Linked DNA regions of Gossypium arboreum: region 2 is linked to region 1. A link is a contact called in public Hi-C data. All regions are on one chromosome and are shown on one strand. The core of a region is the stretch at or near the end of the contact, and the rest is flanking DNA. Distances in the headings are between cores, read along the strand shown. Region 1 holds the start of LOC108455568 (NAC domain-containing protein 89-like). Region 2 holds the start of LOC108456249 (transcription repressor OFP6-like).

What was found. Hi-C and Micro-C count contacts between places; a contact is called where the count stands out from the background.
Region 2: a Hi-C map of leaf shows a contact between it and region 1, with 3 times the contacts expected there. The contact joins the promoter of LOC108456249 here to the promoter of LOC108455568 in region 1. A contact is called at or near these places in 3 of 5 Hi-C or Micro-C datasets (all in leaf).

Annotation. Positions count from the first base shown.
Region 1 is chr9:70,161,441-70,166,423 of ASM2569848v2, forward strand. It overlaps LOC108455568 (NAC domain-containing protein 89-like), which reads left to right and starts at 1,931. Exons shown (of 6, transcript XM_053018619.1): 1 at 1,931-2,351; 2 at 2,506-2,759; 3 at 2,854-3,153; 4 at 3,248-3,604. The coding sequence starts at 2,153. LOC108454168 (ruvB-like protein 1) reads left to right here. Exons shown (of 12, transcript XM_017752518.2): 9 at 16-115; 10 at 220-311; 11 at 395-464; 12 at 562-761. The coding sequence ends at 651.
Region 2 is chr9:70,294,330-70,299,312 of ASM2569848v2, forward strand. It overlaps LOC108456249 (transcription repressor OFP6-like), which reads right to left and starts at 1,974. Exons shown (of 3, transcript XM_053018894.1): 1 at 693-1,974. The coding sequence starts at 1,368. The coding sequence ends at 793.

The DNA.
Region 1 (4,983 bases), core at 681-3,180:
ATATGCATTTTGCAGGGGTACTGATATGAATAGTCCTCATGGCATACCTGTTGACTTATTGGACAGATTGGTGATCATCCGCACACAGATATATGGTCCTTCAGAAATGATACAGGTTAGGGCCTGGTTATATGTAATTTTTGACATCGGCATTTTGTTATTTGTGGCAAGCATCAAATGAAAACTCAGCCAAAATTTTCACTTATTTGGTGTATGCAGATTTTAGCCATCCGTGCACAGGTGGAAGAACTGGTTGTGGATGAAGAAAGTCTGGCGTTCCTCGGAGAGATTGGACAAAGCACATCTTTAAGGTCAGGTTTAAAATATAGATTTACTCCACTATCAGTTGCACTTTTCCAACTTGAAGCATACTTACATGTTACTGTTTCTTCAGGCATGCAGTTCAACTGTTATCACCTGCTAGCATTGCGGCAAAAATGAATGGTCGAGACAACATATGCAAGGTAATTAAATATTCAGAAGAAGCTGTTTTTCATGATTGTTTACTTATCATCAATGCAAGGAGTAAATGTGAATCCGTTATTATGTATTTGTTTTTAGGCGGATCTTGAGGAAGTAAGCAAGCTATACATAGATGCCAAGTCTTCGGCAAAAATTCTTCAAGAGCAACAGGAAAAATTCATTTCATGATAATCCTATTTTTATATCTTCTTTCCTCTTGCCCTTCAGTTTTAGGTTGAATTTTGTTGTGCATTGTTTTCTCTCAGTTGGACAATTGATCATTAGTATGTGCAATGCAAGATGATTAAATGATTTATTATTGATTTGCTTTAAGACATCTAGGGTTCTTTGAACAACCTCATGTCTCAGGCCAGGTAAATCACATATAAAATGCAACCAACTCCTCTCCACCGTTATAAGAAGTAGCAGAGGTGTCATAGAAAACGGCTGAAGCTTTGAACCACGGTAGCTCCAATGTTAAGGTTGGAGGTGTCGCCACCCTGGAAAACCTCAGCAAAGAGCGGTCCGTCAGGTTGTGGGGTGGCATAGAGTTATCAATGTTGGAATCAGAAATTAATCCTGTTAACTTTTAATTATAACAAAAAAGGGTTTACATGTGCTTGAATATAAAACCAATTTTGTCATCAAGCTTTGTAAAACTTGCATTTGATAGAAGGTGAAAATCATGTTGTTATGATTGGGTCGGTAGTAAAGAATTCGAAGTCTTTTTAAACAAAGTTTTCTGAAAAATCATTTTTGGAGAGTTTTGACATTAAATTGAGTAAAAAATGGAGAAAACCAAAAGTCAGTTCGAATTGTACTGTTTAGTTTAGTTTAGTTTTATTAAATTAAAAAATAAATAAATTCAGTTTTGGTTTGGTTTGGTTATTATTTGGTTATTGGTTTTATTATAGGAACTGAATTGAATTCTTTTATTTATTTATTATTTTAAAACAAAAATAAATATTTTATACAAAATAGTAAAAATAATTTTAAAATTTCTAAAAATAATGAATTGAACCGATTTGAAGTAATAAAATTGGGTTTAATTCGATGCTCTTGAGATTGAGTCAGATTATGGTTGGATTTTTCAAACCTAAACCGTTATCCCTCAGTTGAGAGTTGAATGCAACTACAGAAGATGTTAGTGAAAAAGAAAAAATATTATCAGTGTTTAAAATAAATCCTAAACAAAGGGATTAAGCAATGGAAGAACCTTGAGCAGAGTTGTGGAAGACGTGACAACCTACGAGTAAAGCTCAAATTGAGTTGATGAACCCTTAAACGCGGTGATGGAGGTCTAATCAAGTACTTTAATGGTACGATACTATTATCATATCCCTAACCTCAAACGTAACGCAACGCCACGTGACGATACAGGTCCGTACCAACTGTCAAAACAATCTGTCCTTCACTTGTCCCACAATCCGACATCACATCACATCACATCACATCACTACCCCTTCCATACGCAAAAACTGAGAAACAAAAATAACCAAGTTTCCAACTTCAAAAAACCAAACCCAGAAGCCAAAGCAAAGCAAAGCACAACTTTTAACGTATCATCCATCCCTTTCCTCCAAGCAAACCCAACCAAAAGCCAAGACAAACAAAACACTTGTTTTTTCTTTACACCAAATAAAGAAGAAAAAGAACAAGGAACAAGGACAAGTTTGTGTTCGGTTGGATCATGATGGCAGCTGAAGGGGTTTCAAGAGAAACCCAAATGTCTATTCAAGCCTCTTCAATGTTTCCAGGGTTTAGATTTTCACCAACTGATGTTGAGCTCATTTCTTATTACTTAAAAAAGAAACTGGATGGTTATGACAAATGTGTTGAGGTCATTCCTGAGATTGAAATTTGCAGATATGAGCCTTGGGACTTGCCAGGTTAACGGCCCATTTTAATTCTCTAATTTCTTATAATGATATTATACATGATGCTATTGCATTTAGGTTTTAGTAATACATGCCTGGAGGATTCTACTTTGTTCTTGTTATATATTCGGTGGTGTGATTTCTGGTGTTTTTTTCCCTGTATCAGCTAAGTCCATCATAAAGTCAGATAATGAATGGTTCTTCTTTTGTGCTCGAGGAAGGAAGTACCCAAATGGTTCACAAAGTAGACGAGCAACCGAACAGGGTTATTGGAAAGCCACAGGGAAAGAACGTAATGTGAAGTCCGGTTCGAATGTGATCGGCACGAAGAGGACTCTCGTCTTCCACACAGGTCGTGCTCCGAAAGGGGAAAGGACCGAATGGATCATGCATGAATATTGCATGAAAGGAAAATCCCAGGTTACTAATTCTCTTATAATACTAACATATGAACAATAATTTCTCATGTTAGTCATTGACAGTGTTTTTCTTTTTTGCTGTTGGTGATTTTTAGGATTCCCTAGTGGTATGCCGTCTTAGGAAGAACAGCGAGTTTCGTCTGAATAACAATTCGAATCGGGTTGCTCGGAATCACAGGGAGTTGTCAATCGTGCATGACAGCAACCATGCTACCTCAGATGGTGGAACTGATCTAACTGGCATCTCTGAAGGGGACAAGGCAATTGAATTCTATTCAAAGAAGGCTACTAGCAGTAACGATTCTCATTCTATAGAGCAAATCGATTCGGCATCCGAATCTGAGCAAAAGCTTTCCAATGAAGTTGCACCAACAGAGTCTTCTACACTTAAGAAGGTTGTTAAAATCAACAAGATTGGTGGTTTTAATTCATACTCATAATGCAAATGAACACGAATATAATCATGTTTTTTTTGCTTAAAATTTACAGGATTCTGATGATGAAGAAGATTTCTTCGCTGAGATACTGAAAGATGATATAATCAGGCTTGATGAAACTTCATTGTCAGCCTCAACACCTGAGATTTTGCCTATGATAGCCACCACTACCCACCGTGTATCCCTTCTCCAGGGCGGAGCAAACCGGAGAATCAGATTGACAAGAACTAAAGCAGATGTCATCCAACATGGCACCGGTGGGATCTCGACCAAGAAATGGAAGTCGGAGGGACCACCAAAATGTTTGCTATCTGTATTCTCACCGAGGACTGCCATTTTAGTCATCCTGATAACTTTACTGGCTTTGTTGCTGCCATGTTCCAACTTCAAAAGCAGCAAAGTATTTCAAATATGATGCATTGTAGCAGCAGAAGTTATGGGAATGAATAGCGTTCATAGTTGAGGGCATTTGATTATTTCAACATTGAGTTCTTTATCTGGGGGTGTAAAAGAATCCAGTTTGGTTAGTTTAAATGGTCATGAATAATATAGTTATTTGTATTCAAGTTCTTCTTCTTTCATATTTAGTCTAAAAGCTAGCCAACATAAGTTTGTTTATGGGTGAGGCTGTCTAGGCATCCAACCCAGGACCTAGTCTTTTGTTCTTACATGAGAAGCTTTGTTGATAAAAACATGTTCATAAAAATATATTATCCAATAAATTTACAAATAATTAAAAATAAACTAATTCAATCAAGTTAATTATTAAAATATCCTTTACATATGAGAATACTTTTATTTTTTCATTTAAAAGTTGCAAATGTTGGTCTAGTCGGTGGTGCTGACTATTCATTTTACTCGTTTTACTAGCATTGGGTGTTGGTGTTGGGAGCTTCTATTTTTCTTTGCATATTCGGAGTTGGCCGAGGAGAGCTCATCAGAGGCGGTTGGGATTTTTGTGCTCCTTTCTGATTGTTTCCTTGTTTCTTTAGGGTTTGTTTGTTTCCTTTTGTTGTATTTGTTTTTTGGTTTTTATTTTGTTGTACGGTGTCGTTTTGTTTCCTTAATAAATTCTAGCCTTCATTCAATATATATATTAGAATTTTTTTAAAACATGCTATATGTGTATATATATAATTTTATAATTTCTAAAACTTTTAATATTTATTTATAATTTTAATAATTTAAGAAACAAGCTCAAAATAAATTTGGACAAATGGTTGTTCAGGTTTATTCAAGTCTGGACAATCATATGTCTAGATTTATTTTGAATGCATAAAAAAAATATTTAATTTTAAAAATATTGTTAGGCTAGCAAGAGTTACACATTGCCCGTCATCTATCGTTGTTTGATTGCTACTCAACCTCGTTAGCACTTAACAATAGAAATAGATGAAAATTTTAACAAATTAACTAATTTACTTTAATTTAATCTACATGATTTAATTTGCTCATTTTTTAATTAGTAGTTAGACAAAAATGTAATCCAGGCTTGATGGTACTTTTACTAATAGAAGAATAATGGGTAAACTAAATCTAATGTCACTAAACTATTAGTAAATTTACACTTTAGCCACTTAACTTCAAAAAATTACAAATTGATAACTAAACTATTTGAAAGTTACAAGTTGGTCTTAGCCTATTAAGTTTCTAACCGATGTTAGATGTGAGGATGGCTAATCTACAATTCAGTCATGAAATTAGTAATAATTTTATAATTTAGTCACTCAATTATTAATAATTTTATAATTTAGTCACTCAATTATTAATAAATTTATAATTTAGTCA
Region 2 (4,983 bases), core at 724-3,223, 130 kb after region 1:
TAAGGTGAAATAGAAGTTAAATTCAACATCTTTACTCATTAGCTTATCATCATAAAAACCCCAGTATTCGTAAACCTTAAGTCCCTCCCGTCAACCTCCAAACTCGGTTATGCTCAAAGGAGACTGTAAACACTTCTTACTATCAATTACTGTGAATTATTAATATAACTTTTGCAAAAGAACTTATACACGCACAGCTTCATTCGCGGCAACTTTGAACCAAAAGATGATTACAAAATTATTATGATAATTGTTATTACCGGCCCAAAACCAGAATGGGTTTGGGTTGAATGCCATCAAGCTCGCATGATAATAGTAGACTAAGCTCGCATAATAATAGGTGGTTGTAGGAGAGGTATTTATATTCTCGTGTGAAGTCACATATGAGATCGAGCATGAAACTTATAAACACGTGTTAAGTCTAGAGTAAGATATATGTTAATATGAATGAAACTTATCTAATATGTCATATTAGTGAACAATACCTCTATATAAATAGGGAAACATACTCAACAAGAATAAGCAAAATAATAATAATAACACGTTCTAGTATTAAAAAATTAATACAAAATATGGTGTTAATACATAACATATCAAAATTTGTATGAATTAATAATATCTTAAACTCAACAAAATTAACATGCGAAACTTTACGAATATAATAAGAATATACCAATGGTAATGTAGAGCACCTGACTTCGTCAAAATGCCTAGTAGCTGCTTCCCACGTGCGAATTGAATGTATTCACATGTGTTGTCATCTCACACACGCGTGTCGAAAGCTGCGTCAAGCTAGGATCCAGGTTTCTCTCCTCCATGAACAAAGGATGGTTCCTGATCCTGCAGCGCTGTAACAATCTCGTCGGGAAGAACCCGCTTCCTGATCTCCATGAAAGCCTTGATAATAACATCGTGGTGGCATGGTGAATTCAGCTCCAAAAAGCATTGAAGAAGTTCCTCCAGATCATGTTTCGAGTAGATTCGTTTTTCCACGATCATTTGGAGCATGGAATGCCGGAAATCTTTGTACGGGTCGTCGGAATCCTTCACAACGGCGACGCTGTCGATGATTTTAGGGCAAGGGCGACTGAGTTTAGCTGTGGGAAGATCAGGTTCAGATTCAGAGTAGAGATCAGTAGTAGTGGGTGATGATGATAACGTATCTTCATTGTTGAAAGAGAAAGAAGGGGATGTGAGATCATCGTTTTCGATGGTTGGAAGGGCATTGTTTATTGGACTTCGGGGTGCAGAAGAAGATTTGGATTTGGGTTTGGGTTCATAAGCATCGGAGAGCTTAGGCTTGCTACACCCGCATCCAGCATTCACTGTTAACAGGGATTTAAACAGGTTTTTCTTGTTGGAAGACATTAAAAGGGAGAAGAACACAGAGAGAAAAGAGTAATTAAATTTTGTGTGTTTCTCAAGTGAAAAAGAAATGGACTTTTTAAAAAAAAAATAAAAAAATTGCAGGGCTCAGTAACAGTTGGATGGATCTGTTTTAGGTAGAAATTAGAAAAGAAAGGGTAGCAGTAGAAGGTGATTCTTGTTATTAGGAATCTATTATCGGTAGTCGTGGCTAGGAAGATAGATTTTCAGGAAGGAACCTAAAACTTCACTCTTAAACTAAATCCATTTTACTCTAAAAATTACTTGTGCCCGCTATCAAATTTTCTGCTCTTACAATCTTATTGGTAACTTCTTTTTGGGCAAATAGGGAATATTGAAGTGGACAAAAAAGAAAATGAATATAGTTAGAAAGATTAAATTGTGACATTAGGCAATTTTAAACTCTTTTCAAAACTTTTAATCCTTTTTGTACATCCAAATTCACAAAAACCCATTCAAATTCTTTTCTTTTAATATGTATAAAAACAAAAGAGGAAGACAATGAAACAAAATATGTGGCAGACTTAATGAACTACCTTTCGGGATTTTAAATATCCAACATACAATAAATAAAGGGAGCATGGTATGGAGTGTGATTAGGTTTGCATTAATAAATAAATAATTGAATGTTGAGGATTGTGTGGTGTAGATGTCAAGAAACAATTATAAGTGAAATGATGACTGGTATTAGACCATGATGATTCATGGGCTTCTTTATTTAATGTGAGTTCTAATTTTATAAGAGCCAACATAACCAATAAGATCCATGACCCAACCTTTTGAAAATTAAAACGGATGTAATGGCCATAAAAATTATTAGAGAAAATAGTGATATGGATTGACTTAAAGACTTTTAGAGGGTAAGGTTTCGTAATTAAAATCAAAGAGAATAGTGATATGGATTTAGGATGTAATTTAACTCACGGTGATTATCAAAAAACTTGAAGAGAAAAAAGAGCAAAAAGTTGAAGAGAAATACAATCACCGATTAATACAAGTGTAAAATGCAGTAATAATGCAGTAAAATGCAGTAAGTTTGTTAATATTTTTCACTTGGAGATTATTGGTTGACTTCATATCAACAAATGATATCTGGTTTTTGCTTGGATTAATTTTAATATTGCTGGAAGCTTGTGTTTCGAATGAAAGAAGGAAGAAGAGAGTTTGTTTGAAAGCAAACTTTATCCTTTTTCTTAAATGTATTTGAAGTTGATTGGAGACTTTTTTACAGAGTAATTTATGGAGATAGTTCAATAGAAAATTTTAATTTTTATATGAATATTTTAATCTTATCTAAATGTTGATGAAGAGCTCTTATATCAGCCTATAAATAGGCTAATGGTCGACTTGCTCTTGTGTGCCTTTAGAGTGTTTTTCGACTAAGTATTGTGCTTTTTTTCTTTGTATTTGTACACTCGTGTTTTAGACATTTTATTAGAGTTATTGCGATTTGTAAGTGAAATTATTTGGGGTGAATGAGTGTAATATTGGGGGTAGTTTGTCGGGGTTGCAATTATCTAATGTGTAAAGGTAGATTGAGTTGTAATCAATAGGGTTCCAGATCTATTGTTAAATAAAATCATTCATTGATTGAGGCTCAACAAAGTAGAATTGGTGAATCTGTCTTTCCTCTTTGTAAATTTTAAAGGTTAATGTAGAAATTATTTGTTACTATTTACTGATTGAATAAGTTAGTAGTTGAGTCAGTCAAAGTCTGTTTCAAACAGACCTAGTCTTTGTTTAGTGCCAGTAGTGTTCCTTTTATTTAGGAGATTTAGTTGTTAGCTATTTTAAGTATTTATAGTACTCTTCATAGAATAAAGAAGATACTTCACCCTTTCTAATTTTCTAAATTCTTTTTGCATAGAATTTAAGTCCTTTGTTCTGTTTTTACTTGTATATTCAACAGCTTTTTCTTAACATCTAGTATCAGAGCTACTCGAGGCCTTTGTTCAAGCTTATGATGGCAAGCAATCAGAATGGAGTGAACCTTTCACAGCCGTTGGTTCCAATTTTTCAAGGCAGCAACTATGGAGTTTGGAGCACTAAGATGAAGACTTTGTTTTTGTCCCAAGACCTATGAGACTTGGTGGAAAATGGATACAATGAAGAGGAGGTTGCAGCTGAGACTCTCAAAGATATCAGAAAGAGAGATGCTAAAGCTTTGTTTTTCATCCAACAAGCTGTGGATGAATCAATTTTTCCTCGCATTGAAGCGGTGACGCGTTCGAAAGAAGCATGGGACACGCTGCGAACGACATATCAAGGTACTGCAAAGGTGATTACTGTCAAACTTCAAACTCTGCGTAGGAAGTTTGATAATTTTATTATGGAAGATGATGATGTTCTGGATGATTATGTGTCAAAAGTTATTGATGTTGTGAATCAAATTCGAAAATATGGTGAGGATTTAAGTGAGCAAAGGGTAGTTGAGAAAATTCTTAGGAGTTTACCTAGGAAATATGATCATGTAGTTGCAGCTATAGAAGAGTCAAAATATTTGAGTGTGTTAACTGTTGATGAGTTGTAAGGCTCTCTTTATTCTCATGATGATAGGATGAAAAGGTATGGTAATGCGTCTGTTGAGAATGCCTTTTATAGTAGGGCGCAATACTCTCGTGGTAGAAAGGGCACCAGCGAAACAAACTTCAATGACTGGCGTGGAGGAAATTCATCTCGTAGGAGAAGAAGAGGTAGGGCTAGTGGCCAATTCAATGGACAGAACCAACGTTATAGAGATGGTGATAAAGGAGAAAATAATAGTCCAAAATAATGCTACTATTGTAGAAGGTACGGCATATTGAGAGGTTTTGCAAGCTTGAAGAGAAGCAGGCTAACTTGGCTCATGAAGATAGTGAAGAAGATGAGACAGAGAGCCTGTTCGTTGCATGCTTCAGTGCTAAGGAGTGTTCTCCTGAAGTTTGGTACATAGATAGTGGCTGTAGCAATCATATGACAAGTGAATTAAGTCTCTTCAACAATTTAGATATGTCAGTAACTAGTCGAATTACGCTTGGTGATGGAACTGATCGTATAGCAAAGGGAAAAGGTACTGTGCAGTTGAATTCCCTGGGTCTTAATTGCATTCATAATGTTTTGTATGTTTCAGATTTAAATTTAATTTTCTAAGTGTTGGGCAATTTATGGTGGATGGGTATTCACTTGTCTTTGAAGAATTCAATTTCTGTATTTTTAAGTATAAATCGAAAAAGCACCTGTTAGCTAGTGTTCCGATGGCAAAAAATAAGATTTTTCCTTATAATTTCGCAACTGATGATAGGCTTGCACTGAAGGCAGAATCATTTGATGAAAATTGGTTATGGCATCACAGATATGGGCACTTAAATTTTGGTAGTTTATGACTCATGTCTGAAAAGAGTCTAGTTGATAGTTTACCTCTAATAAAAAATGTTGATGATGTGTGTGAGAGCTGTGTATTTGGGAAACAACATCGAGATTCATTTCCAAAGGGCAAGGCAAGGAGAGCTTCCCAACTTGCTGAACTTATTCATGCTGATCTTTGCGGACCAATGAGAACACTTTCTCTCAATAGCAACAGGTACTTTTTAGTCTTTGTTGATGACTACAGTAGAATGA